2 separate regions of the Pan troglodytes genome follow, and region 1 is linked to region 2. The links are chromatin contacts, called in public HiChIP or PLAC-seq maps. All regions are on one chromosome and are shown on one strand. Each heading gives the region's core, a stretch centred on a gene start, on an enhancer-like site or on the middle of the called end of the contact. The rest is flanking DNA. Distances are from core to core; before and after follow the strand shown.

The links. HiChIP or PLAC-seq counts read pairs in DNA pulled down with a chosen protein or histone mark.
Region 1: an H3K4me3 HiChIP or PLAC-seq map of stem cell-derived excitatory neurons shows a contact between it and region 2, with 4 times the contacts expected there. The contact joins the promoter of SCRN2 here to the promoter of CDK5RAP3 in region 2. A contact is called at or near these places in 1 of 7 Hi-C or Micro-C datasets (stem cell-derived neural progenitor cells) and 1 of 1 datasets of contacts at active chromatin or transcription factors (stem cell-derived excitatory neurons).

Annotation. Positions count from the first base shown.
Region 1 is chr19:20,249,063-20,255,256 of NHGRI_mPanTro3-v2.0_pri, forward strand. It overlaps SCRN2 (secernin 2), which reads left to right and starts at 2,274. Exons shown (of 8, transcript XM_063799576.1): 1 at 2,274-2,445; 2 at 2,810-2,983; 3 at 3,281-3,462; 4 at 4,010-4,209; 5 at 4,647-4,862; 6 at 4,957-5,122; 7 at 5,203-5,383; 8 at 5,651-5,962. The coding sequence starts at 2,810. The coding sequence ends at 5,809.
Region 2 is chr19:20,120,707-20,127,282 of NHGRI_mPanTro3-v2.0_pri, forward strand. It overlaps CDK5RAP3 (CDK5 regulatory subunit associated protein 3), which reads right to left and starts at 2,245. Exons shown (of 15, transcript NM_001279879.1): 1 at 2,137-2,245; 2 at 1,882-1,927. The coding sequence starts at 2,142.

The DNA of each region.
Region 1 (6,194 bases), core at 1,024-3,523, 130 kb after region 2:
GGCCTGTCTGGGCAGGGCTGGGGCCACCCCTCCTCCCCATGCAGCTCCTCCCGCTGACCTGCATTCTTAGCAGGGGCCTTTGGTGGGGCTCTGACACTTGCTTCCTTGCTGGAAATGCTGCCTGGCTGGCCTGCCCCCCATCCCCCCGACGACGGAACCCAAAGCCACCTCTGACCCCCCTCAGATGGGGTGCCTGGCAGGAGGATCATGGAGGGCCAAGGAAGGGGTTAGGGAAATCAGAACATCTGGGCTGGCTCTCTGGGTTCCTCTCCTGGGAAGTGGAAGTAGAATCTACTCCTAACCTCTAGGGTGGGTGAATGAAATAAGAAATGAGAAAGTGACAGAGAAGAAGACAGCCTGGGAACTGCAACCTGGGGGTGCGCTGTGGCCTCTCTCTGCCTCTCCTCCTGCCTGTTTCCGCCCCACAGTGGGAAGCCGGGGAACTGCAGGAGATGAACCCGCCTTCCTGCAAGCTGCTTCAGGTGCCCAGATTTCTCAGCACACAGCTTCGATGTTTGCTTCTGGAATGACATTAATTGGCAACCTCACAACCCCTCCCCGACACTGTATCAGAAACAGCCTTCACCTTCCCATTAATCCTAGCGTGACTGACCGCCAGCACCCTAGCAGAGTAGGCTTGAAAGAAGGCCAAACTCCACTAAAACACTGTTAGAATTGTTTTCTTTCTTTCTTTCTTTCTTTTTTTTTTTTTTTGAGACGGAGTTTTGCTCTTGTTGCCCAGGCTGGAGTGCAATGGCGCGATCTCAGCTCACTGCAACCTCCGCCTCCCAGGTTCAATTGATTCTCCTGCCTCAGTCTTCCCAAGTAGCTGGGATTGCAGGCATGTGCCACCACGCCTGGCTAATTTTGTATTTTTGGTAGAGATGGGGTTTCTCCATGTGAGCCAGGCTGGTCTCGAACTCCCGACCTCAGGGGATCCGCCCACCTCAGCCTCCCAAAGTGCTAGGATTACAGGCATGAGCCACCACACCCGGCCCACTGTTAGAATTGTCAAGCAAATACAGTAAAGTCAGAGGATACAAGGTCAATGTACAAAAGTCAATAGTGTTCCTATACACTAATAACAAACTATACAAAAAAGAAATCAAGAAGATAGTCCCATTTACAATAGCTATCAAAATAATAAAATATTTAGGAATAAATTTAACCAAAGAGGTGAAAGATCTGTACTCTGAAAATAAGATATTGATGAAAGAAACTGAAGAAGACACAAAGACATGGAAAGATATTTCGTGCTCACGGATTGGAAGAATTACTGTTGCTAAAATGTGCATACTACTCAAAGCCATCTATAGATTCAGTGCAACCCCTGGAAGCAGATAACCTACAGCATCTCCCCTCTCTCCATTCTGGAGGGCTCCACAGAGCAAAAGGGTGTAAGATGCATTTGTCTTAATGATGGCTATGGAGAGACGGTTTGTAGAGAAAAATGAACTGAAAATCAAAACATTTGGGATCAGAGTGTACCTCCACATGACTGTGTGTCACCTTTGGCCAAGACTTCTTTGTGGTTTCAGTTTCACTACAGGTAAAGGCACCAAATCTTTGAACTAGAAAGTTCTAAATTTCCTTTTAAAGCGATCTTCCTATGGGTTTGAGCACTATCAGACAGATAGGTCCTCTGGGATCAGATGGGTTTTGTGCACACTTTCCCTTATTTATTTATTTTAAGAGACAGGGTCTTGCTCTGTCACCGCGGCTGGAGTACAGCGGTGTGATCTTGGCTCACTGCAGCCTCAATCTCTCTGGCTCAAGAGATCCTCCCACCTCAGCCTTCAGAGCAGCTAGGCACGCACCACCACGCCCAGCTAATTTTAAAATATTTTCTGTAGAGGCGAGGTCTTGCTGTGTTACCCAGGCTGGTGTTGAACTCCTGGGTTCAAGTGATCCTCCCACCACCGCCTCCCAGAGTGCTGGGATTACAGGTGCGAGCCCCCCCGCACCCAGCCTCCACCACTCTCGTATTCTGTATCTTATTCCCCTGGGCGCCTCCAGCCTGGGATTGCGCCTCTGGGATTCAAACCAGGACTCAAGTATCTGAGGTTCTTCCTTAATCTCCAGATGTCCCAGCAGTCCCCTTTCTCTGACAAAGTCTCCCTTTTCACGCGGGATCCTTTCCACCCCCAGCTCCAGCTCCCGCTCCCCGCAGTGACTCCGTGGGGTTAGCAGCCTTTGTCAGGCCTCAAATGGGCGCCTGGGTAGGACAGGGAGCCAGGTGGGACTCGCAAGGCCGCTCTGCTCCGGGAAGTGGTGCAGGCGCGCGCCCTGGTGGAAAACGGCGGAGCTGCAGGCTCCGTTCCGGCTCCGACCCCGAGGCCGAAGGCCTTCCAGGTCACCTGAGAGTCTCCGCCCAATGGGGCGGCCCTGGCCAGAAGCGGAGGAGGTGGCACCCGGGACCGAGCTGGGGTCTTGGAGGGAGAGAGGGTGAGGGGAATACAGTACTGGGGGTGAGAGAAGGGTTGGACAGAAGAGGGTCGGGTATCTGGGCATGCGCAGGGCCGCAGGACTCTTGGTGGGGTAGCGAGGGGGACGGTCCCACGACTGCTCCGAAGGGCCGGGACTCCCAGTGGGGGCGGGACCCCCGGAGTGCCCGCCTGCGGACTCCCAAGCCTGGAGCCTGGGGAGAGGGTGGGCACCTCCGTTCCCGCACACCTGTGCATGGTGTGTGCGCCGAGCGTCCAGGAGCCACGGCGGTGTCTTCCTTGCGCGTCTTTTACACGTGTGGGGGTAGGCTGCTCCTCGGGGCCGAGCCGTGGCCAGGGTTATGGAGAGGCCCGCCTCTCCCCAGATGGCATCGTCGAGCCCTGACTCCCCATGTTCCTGCGACTGCTTTGTCTCCGTGCCCCCGGCCTCAGCCATCCCGGCTGTGATCTTTGCCAAGAACTCGGACCGACCCCGGGACGAGGTGCAGGAGGTGGTGTTTGTCCCCGCAGGCACTCACACTCCTGGGAGCCGGCTCCAGGTGGGTTAGACTTTATGGGGTGCTGGGAGGTGTGGCAGATCTCTGCATTCTTTTAAGACCTTCATCCCTGCTCCCCACACCTGGGAGGCTGCCAGAAGTAGTGGAAGAGCATGAGCTTTAGGTCTACCAACCTGGACCTGAGCCCATTATGTAGCCTCAGTCTACCTCAGTTTCCTCTTCTGTAAAATGGGAATGAGACCTTCCTCAAAGGGATCTATAAGGTAATTGGCAGAGTGCCACACTCGAGGGGCCGCCCCTCTATGAGTGGACGCTTCCTTTCTCCTCCCTCACCTCCAGTGCACCTACATTGAAGTGGAACAGGTGTCGAAGACGCACGCTGTGATTCTGAGCCGTCCTTCTTGGCTATGGGGGGCTGAGATGGGCGCCAACGAGCATGGTGTCTGCATTGGCAACGAGGCTGTGTGGACGAAGGAGCCAGTTGGGGAGGGGGAAGCCCTGCTGGGCATGGACCTACTCAGGTGCAGACCCTGCCCTTCCTCATCTGCCTGACACACCAGAAATCTAGGGGCTGAGTTTTGACCTGGGCCCATCCATCCCTCCCCCAGCCTGGTTCACAGGGGCCTCCTCCTCTCTGCAGACTTTGCCCTTGTGCCTTCGTGAAGAAGGCTGCAGCAGCAGCCACCTTTGGGCCTCTCCTGGCCCAGAAATAGAGCAGTGGTTATTTATTTATTTTCAGTTGAAATCTTACATAGAGTCCCAATTTATAAAACCAGTAATAGTGGATGGAGCAGCTCTGGGTGGAGAGAGGTTAGGGGCTCAGGACACTTCTCTCTCTGAAACTGTGTTTCAGGCCTTTTCATGGAACCCTCAAAGCATAGCACATGGAACCAGAGCATTGAAGGCCACTGGCATAATTGCATTTGATACGATCAGTGCCAGCAGATTTGCTGTGTGACTTGGGCCTATCACCAAACCTCTCCGGGCCTCTTCTGTCCCCTGGAGCTTCTGCCACCAGCCATTGATCCCTCTGTCACCCTTCTGTCCCTTGGCCCTCTCTCTTGCCAGGCTGGCTTTGGAACGGAGCAGCTCTGCCCAGGAGGCCTTGCATGTGATCACAGGGTTACTGGAGCACTATGGGCAGGGGGGCGGCTGCCTGGAGGATGCTGCGCCATTCTCCTACCATAGCACCTTCCTGCTGGCTGACCGCACTGAGGCGTGGGTGCTGGAGACAGCTGGGAGGCTCTGGGCTGCACAGAGGATCCAGGGTGAGGTGTTCCCTTTCTCCCAGCTTTGGGAAGTGGGAGAGATGGTAGGGGCAGGGAGGGGCCCGATCCAGGTGCAAGCCTGTCGGGACATCCAGGGAGATGGGAGATGAGCCCACTTGGGAATTCTCCTCCCCTTCACTTGGTTAAGTCTTCCGTGTGCTACAGCCTGTTGCTTCCTCTGGGAAGCCTTCCTGGACTTCCCTGGGTGGTCAGGTTTCCTGCTTATATGCAAGCAGGTACTTCTTTTTCATCGCATTCAACACAGTTGCATGCTTACGTTTATCTCTGTGATTATTTTGTCTGCCTCCCCCACCACAACGTAGGCTCCATGAGGGTAGGTAGTTCTCTTCTCCACCATGTTCTCAGCACCTCGCCCAGTGCCTGGCATAGAATAGGTGCTCAATGGTAAATGAACCACTCCCCCATCTCCTCCACAGAGGGGGCCCGCAACATCTCCAACCAGCTGAGCATTGGCACGGACATCTCGGCCCAACACCCGGAGCTGCGGACTCATGCCCAGGCCAAGGGCTGGTGGGATGGGCAGGGTGCCTTTGACTTTGCTCAGATCTTCTCCCTGACCCAGCAGCCTGTGCGCATGGAGGCTGCCAAGGCCCGCTTCCAGGCAGGGCGGGAGCTGCTGCGGCAATGGCAAGGTTAGTGAACGGTGGAGGGGGCCGGGGGCCAGGAGGGCCACAGCAGAGCCAGCCACTCTCCCCTCCCACAGCTTCCCCCTCTACTCCTTGGCAGGGGGCATCACGGCAGAGGTGATGATGGGCATCCTCAGAGACAAGGAGAGTGGTATCTGTATGGACTCGGGAGGCTTTCGCACCACGGCCAGCATGGTGTCTGTCCTGCCCCAGGATCCCACGCAGCCCTGCGTGCACTTTCTTACCGCCACGCCAGACCCATCCAGGTGGGAAGAATGAGGGTGGGGAAGGCTGGGGAGAAGAGAGGATCTGATATATCTCCGTCCTTCCATCTGTGCCCCTCTAGGTCTGTGTTCAAACCTTTCATCTTCGGGGTGGGGGTGGCCCAGGCCCCCCAGGTGCTGTCCCCCACTTTTGGAGCACAAGACCCTGTTCGGACCCTGCCCCGATTCCAGACTCAGGTAGATCGTCGGCATACCCTCTACCGTGGACACCAGGCAGCCCTGGGGCTGATGGAGAGAGATCAGGTATCCCCCAGGGAGTAGGGGCTACCTTGAGGGGATGATAGACCTCCCCCACTCCCAGTGGGACTCTGGAAATATGAAGGAACTTGGGAGTGGAAGAGATTTCAGAGCTGGGGAGAGGAGTTCCTCCCTTCAAAGCCAGCAACTGCCTTTGGGGAATGTCGGGGGGTCTCTCCTTTCTCCTGCTTGTGTGAGGTGGTACACAGTCCCCCCTTCACCTGGCGGGAAGCCTGTCCCGGACAGACTCATCTCAGCTTTCCCTTGGGGCAGGATCGGGGGCAGCAGCTCCAGCAGAAACAGCGGGATCTGGAGCAGGAAGGCCTTGAGGCCACACAGGGGCTGCTGGCCGGCGAGTGGGCCTCACCCCTCTGGGAGCTGGGCAGCCTCTTCCAGGCCTTCGTGAAGAGGGAGAGCCAGGCTTATGCGTAAGCTTCATAGCTTCTGCTGGCCTGGGGTGGACCCAGGACCCCTGGGGCCTGGGTGCCCCGAGTGGTGGTGAAGTTGGAGCAATCCCTTCACGCTCCTTGGCCATGTTCTGAGCGGCCAGCTTGGCCTTTGCCTTAATAAATGTGCGTTATTTTCTCTTCAGTGAACTTTATCCCAGGACCAGTGGGGGTGGGAGAGCCAAGTGAGGCCCAAAGGCAGCTGTGGGCTGGCTGCGGGGCCTGTGGTTGTGTACTCATTCCTATGAGTGGGTGAGTGATGGGGACTGGGCAGGAGGACAGGGAGGGGACAGGAGCTGGCTGCTGTTGGGGATGACTAGGACCACAGCTCCTTGGTCCTTGGCTTGGACCGGGGAAGGGCATTCCCTAGG
Region 2 (6,576 bases), core at 995-3,494:
CAACAAAGGGATAACAAAAAGTTTAAATTGGTCCTGAAAGTGCCACTTTTGACCATTCTCAATTCCCCATAGTATTTTTGCTTCTATGAGTAATTATATCTTTCTTCCTGACAAGAGGATGCTGCTCAACTTCCATTTCCTCAGGGCTGGGATTAACCATGACAATGGAAAATACAAGATGGTTATGCCAAGTACTGGATGAATGAACAGCTGCAAAGCCCCTAATACCTACAGCGCCCTAAGGACTAGATAACATGACTCTATTGTGAACAGTGAAGTACCACCCTGTACATGTGAATACCAATGGGACTGACCTCTCAAAGTCTGGGCCCAGATTTGTGGCTTCAGAGCCATGCATATTTCCTCAGTGAGAGCTAAGAGCTGAGCTTTGTGGCCAGATGGTCCTGGGTTCTCGTTATCAAGTTTCTTGAGCAAGTCTACTATTCTGTGCCTCAGTTTTCCCACATGTAAAATGGGGAATAGTAAGACACTGACTAGAAAAGGGAATGCAGGTAAAACACTGAACAGTGTGCCTGAGACACGGCAAGGACTCAAAAAATCATAGTGATCATTTTTATCATGTCAAGTGCCTAAAACAGCACCTGGTACAAAAAAAAACCCTCAATGAATGGTGGTCATTTTATTGGTCCTTTTCATGACCAAGAACAAGCTCACACACCAAGACTGCACATGGGCTGAAGGGCCAGTACAAATCTGAAGGGAGGCTAAAGAAGCTTCCCCCGTGACCACCAAGCAGGACTGACTAAATGGCACTACAGAGTGGTGAATTCAGAACTTGAACTCTGCCAACCGGTCAAACGCTGGGGTCCCACACTAGTATCAGTTATACTCTCTCTGCTATATTCCTGTAAAGTTTTCAGAAAGAAAAATTCTGTTGATGTCACAGAACTAGAAGCAACGGACTGGGGTAGTCAAACAGACACCATCTTAAGGACAAGATTGGCATCAAATCCATGAATCCAATAAGCATTTTAAAATGCCAGGAGCTGTGTGATCAGATGAAGAGGCCTTCCCTGACTATGAACTGGGGAGGAGGTATGTAGGCCCCATACAGACAACCTGGAGATGGCCTGGACACTAAAAGGTTTTCATTTGCAACTGGGTCTTAGGTCCCTCTTCCTCCTAAAATCAAGGGGGAGGTGGAAGCTTTTTAAATGAGGTTTTTTTTTTTTTTCCTGGCATAATGCAAAAGGCATGGACAGTGGGTCAGACAGACTTAAGTTCCAATTCAGATGTGCCACTTAGTGGTTGACTGTTTTTTGTCTTCTTTTTGAGATGGAGTTTCGCTCTCGTTGCCCAGGCTGGAGTGCAATAGTGAGATCTCCACTCACCGCAACCTCTGCCTCCCGGGTTCAAGCAATTCTCCCACCTCAGCCTCCCGAGTAGCTGGGATTACAGGCATGTGCTCCCATGCCCGGCTACTTTTTATTTTTATTTTTTTGTATTTTTAGTCATGGAGACATGGAGACAAGGTTTCTCCATGTTGGTCAGGCTGGTCTCGAACTCCCGACCTCAGGTGATTCGCCCGCCTCGGCCTCCCAAAGTGCTGGGATTACAGGCATGAGCCACCGCGCCCGGCCGTGGTTGACTGTTTTTAAAGCGAGTCATTTATCCTGTCCCTGAATGATACGATAACATATGTTATTAAAGGAGAAAACGCAGGTCAAACAGACTGTACATATGGTTCGTTCCCGCTGCTATCAGGGAAGCAGGTCTGGCCACAGATGGGGCATAGAACGAGGCCAGTGGTCAGCATCTCGACTCAGGCTTTCGGGTGTCAGAGCTCCCGGCTATTGGACACAGGGGGCAACGCACAGGCCTCCCCCCGACAGCCAGCTGCGCGGTGGCGCCCCCTCCTACCGAGCAGCTTGCTGGTCTGGATGTCGATGGGCACGTGCTGATGGTCCTGGCGGGAAACACGGTGGGGAGGGGGGCGTGAGCGCGGAGAGAGGACATACCACTCGCGCGCTCATTTCAACGTCCCAGCCACCACCCTGCAGGGCCAGAACGGGGCCAGAGCGATGGGCTGGGTTGAGCCGCTCCCGGAGGGAGACCGGAGACACAGGTTAGGGGTCCGCGGCCAGTCCCCAGCACACCCAGCTCCTGTCCCCACACCTCCATCTTTTCTCCACTTCCGCTTCAGGCTGGAGACTGTGGCCCGCCCCGCCCTACCACCAATCCAGTGGCGTTGTGGCCGAGCCTCCGTTTAGACACAAACGGGCCTCCTTCGGCCACGTCGCCGCCTTCCGTACAGCCAATCAGGGTTTACGCTCCACTCAGGCCTCAAGCCCCGCCCACCCCAGGCTCCGAATGGCTGAGCTCGGGAGGGGCGGGAGAATGGAGACAGCCAATTGGAGACGCGAGGCGGGCTCAGGGCAGGGGACGGGAGGGGGTGCGCTGCAGCGGCCGTGCGATTGCGACAGGCGGCGCTCGAGAGCCCAGCCTGGCAGCCGCTTCCCCTGGCGGGCACTGGGTCCTCTCCACGCAGATTGAGGCGTCTGCTGGCGGGGTCCTAGCGCCGATCTGGGAGGCCGTTGCAAATACCTTCTTCCCTCCTTGCGTCGCTTTACCATCCAGAGCAGTGTGCAGGTCTCTTGTGGCACTTGTCATGCTTTGCCTTCTCATTCAGTTTCTCTAATAGACATGGTTGAGCACCTGCAACGTGTTGGGCGATTAGGGCAGGGAAGGGGAGGGAGGAGAGTCGGTGAGACGTCCCAAAGAGAACACCTACACTGAGTCTAAACGAAGAGCTGAAGATAGCTGGGTGATGTGGGAAGAGGAGTTTTAGGTGGAGGAAACTACACAGACGAAGCTTAGGTGGCCACAAACTGCAAGAGGGGTGCAAGCAACAACAGGAAGGCAGGACGGGCAACGTAATTTGTGAGGTCCAGTGCAAAATGGAAATGCACAGCTGCTTGTTACAAAATGATGAAGAATTTCAAGATGAAGTCGGCTCCGCGGGCAGGCCAACCTCTATGCCGTAGATGGTTTGAGGCAGCGAGTGGCTAGAGGAGAGGCTGTAAGGGTGGAAAGGCCATATCAAAGGGAGCCTTATTAAGGAACTTGGACTTCATCCTTTCAGACAGAGGAATCACAGAAGGGGTTTGAGGCAGGGAGGAACCTGTACAGATAGGCTGCTGGGATGATGGATGCATGGGAGATAAGACTGGGGACAAGGAGGCTGGAAGGAGGTTGTTATCGAGGGATTATAGCCTGAGCTGGGACACAAGATATGAGGAGGAAGGAGAAGGGCTGGATCTGAGGAATATTTAGGAGGAAAATGTATAGGACTTGGCAATTGATTGGCTGTTTGGGTGGAGGAGAGAGACACTAAGGATGACACCTAGGTGATTAGGTAGGAACCACCACCTGAGACAGGGATGCAGGATGCTGAGCAGGTGTTGGGGAGGAGGGGGTCTAGCTTTGAACCTAGTCTGGCAATGCTGGGAGACCCCCAGATGGAAAGTGTGCAGAAGGCACTTGGGTCTATAATTTTGGAGTTCGAGGGAGTTGTCGGGGCTGGAGATATAGCTTGGAGAGTCACAAGCTGGCTAATATGTGGTCCGAGTGGTGGCTGAAGCTAAGGGAAAGTCTGAGATTGGCCAAGAAGTGGGTAGAGTAAGGAGGGAGGGTAGGCTGAGGCCAGATCCCCCAGGATCTCACAGCGCTGGGTATGCCTTTTCTTTTCTTTTTTTTTTTTTTTTTTTTTTTTTTGAGACGGAGTCGCGCTCTGTCGCCCGGGCTGGAGTGCAGTGACACGATCTCGGCTCACTGCAAGCTCTGCCTCCTGGGTTCACGCCATTCTCCTGCCTCAGCCTCCCCAGTAGCTGGGACTACAGGCGCCCGCCACCACGCCTGGCTAATTTTTTTGTATTTTTAGTAGAGACGGGGTCTCACCGTGTTAGCCAGGATGGTCTCGATTTCCTGACCTCGTGATTCTCCCGCTTCGGCCTCCTAAAGTGCTGGGATTACAGGCGTGAGCCACCGCGCCCGGCCCTGGGTATGCCATTTCTAAATATTCCTTCCCCAGCTCCTGTTCACCACAGCACAACACTTGAGGCTTAGTAAATTTTTGATTGAAATGCATAGTGTGATACAGCAGCGGGAAGACCTAGATTCTGCCCAGTGAGGTCTTGGACCATTTCTATAACCTATCTGATAGCCACAGTTTCCCCACATGGAGATAACAGCTATCCTATCTCAGGGTATTTTTGTTTAGAGGCTTAAATAAACACTAGTAACTCATGACAGTTTACAACATACTGTGGCTATATTTCTCATGCTTTGTAAACTCTCCCTATATGAAATATCATACATGGGCCGGGCGCGGTGGCTCACGCCTGTAATCCCAGCACTTTTGGGAGGCTGAGACAGGCGGATCACCTAAGGTCAGGAATTCGAGACCAGCCTGATCAACATGGTGAAATCCCATCTCTGAAAAAAACAAAAAACACGCCGGGCACGGTGGCTCACGCCTGTAATCTCAGCACTTTGGGAGGCTGAGGCGGGTGGATCACGAGGTCAGGAGTTTGAGATCAGCCTGATCAACATGGTGAAACCCCATCTCTACTAAAAATACAAAAATTAGCTGGGCGTGGTGGCGTACGCCTGTAATCCCAGCTACTCTGGAAGCTGAGGCAGGAGAACTGCTTGAACCCGGGAGGCGGAGGTTGCAGTGAGCCGATATTGCGCCACCGCATTCCAGCCTGGGCGACAGAGTGAGACTCCATCTCAAAAACAAAACAAAACAAAAAACAAACAAACAAACAAAAACAAAAACCATCCCGGCGTGGTGGTGCATGCCTGCAGTCCCAGCTACTCAGCTACTCAGGAGGCTGCGGCGGAAGAATCACCTGAACGTGGGGGGCGGAGGTTGCAATGAGCCGAGATTGCGCCACTGCACTCCAGCCTGGGCAACTGAGTGAGACTCCATCTCAAAAAAAAAAAAAAAAAAATATATATATATATATATATATATATATATATATGTCATATATGATCATTATTATTATAGAACGGATTGAAAAACTGCTCTGAAAATGGCTCATAGGGCTGAATTAAGGGCCTTTTCAGGGATCTTTCATGGGAATTTGGCTCCCATCTGAGTCAGCCTGACTCAGACTGTAGGAATTGCTCAGGCTTCTCCATGATTAAACACACACTTAACTGGGCCCCGACTATGTGCTCGGGGCTGTCTGGGACATCTCAAGAAGCAAGGCACTGCCCTGCCCTCAAGGTGTATCTATCTCTCTTCCTTGAACCAACAGGCTGGGCAGAACAGGACAGGGTGGGTCTGGAAGACCCAGCCCAGGTGAGTTGATGGAAGCAGGGACCACCAGCACTTCAGCCCCACCCACAGCTCCCCAAGGTGACTCACGTGGAGCAGAAGGATGTTTGAGAACAGTTCTGCCCAGCTACTGACTCCAGGGAGGCTGTCCCAAAGCCAGAGGCTCTGGGAGAGAACCTGCCTCTGCTGACTGCAGAGGCTCTGGGGGAGAGCCTGCCAAAGGCACATGCTTCTGTGTTCCCAAAGAGTGTAGGAGCATGGGCCTTTGGCGGGTTTCTGCACTTTTCCAAGGCCACAGGGAACTTCAGGGTCTGTGGGCAGATAAGCACATAATTGGTCTGGCATCCAAGGCATCGACTCTATCTCCTTCAGGAGACTTTAGTCATCGGGGCTCCCAGCAGCTAGAAGGAGGCAGAGAGAGGTATGGTAGGTTTCTGACCAGGAATCTCTCAGTTCTCTGCTGATTTAGCAGATGGGACCCTGGGAGAGGGGCAGCACATGTAGAGAGGTGAGGAGGATATACCAGGGCTGCGCCAGCTTTGGACAAGGAAGCACAGAGCCCCGAGGCACCGTGTAGGCAGCCTACCTTGCCATCCATTATTGTTGTTGTTAGCTTGCTTATTACGTGATAAACATGCCCACGTGCCAGTGTAGATCTAAATGTTTTACAAGCCTTATCTAATGTGATTCTTCTAACAACCTTATAATGTGGGTACCATCATTAACCAGATTTTAAAGGCAAGGAAGCCAAAGATTAATTACGTAACATGTTGAAAATCATCCAGTGGGCCAGGTGCGGTGGCTCACGTCTGTAATCCTAACATTTTAGAAGGCCAAGGTGGGTGGATCACAAGGTCAAGAGATTGAGACCATCCTGGCTAACACGGTGAAACCCTGTCTCTACTAAAAACACAAAAAATTAGCTGGGTGTGGTGGCACGTGCCTGTAGTCCCAGCTACTCAGGAGGCTGAGGCAGGACAATCACTTGAACCCAGGAGGCAGAGGTTGCAGTGAGCCGAGATCGCGCCACTGCACTCCAGCCTGGGTGACAGAGCAAGACTCCGTCTCAAAAAAAAAAAAAAAGAAAAGAAAAGAAAAGAAAATCATACAGATCATACAGTGGGCCAGGCGCGGTGGCTCACACATGGAACTCAACAATTTGGGAGGCCGAGGCGGGTGGATCACCTGAGGTCAGAAGTTTGAGACCAGCCTGGCCAACAAGGTGAAACCCCATCTACTAAAAATACAAAATTAGCTGGGCGTGGTGG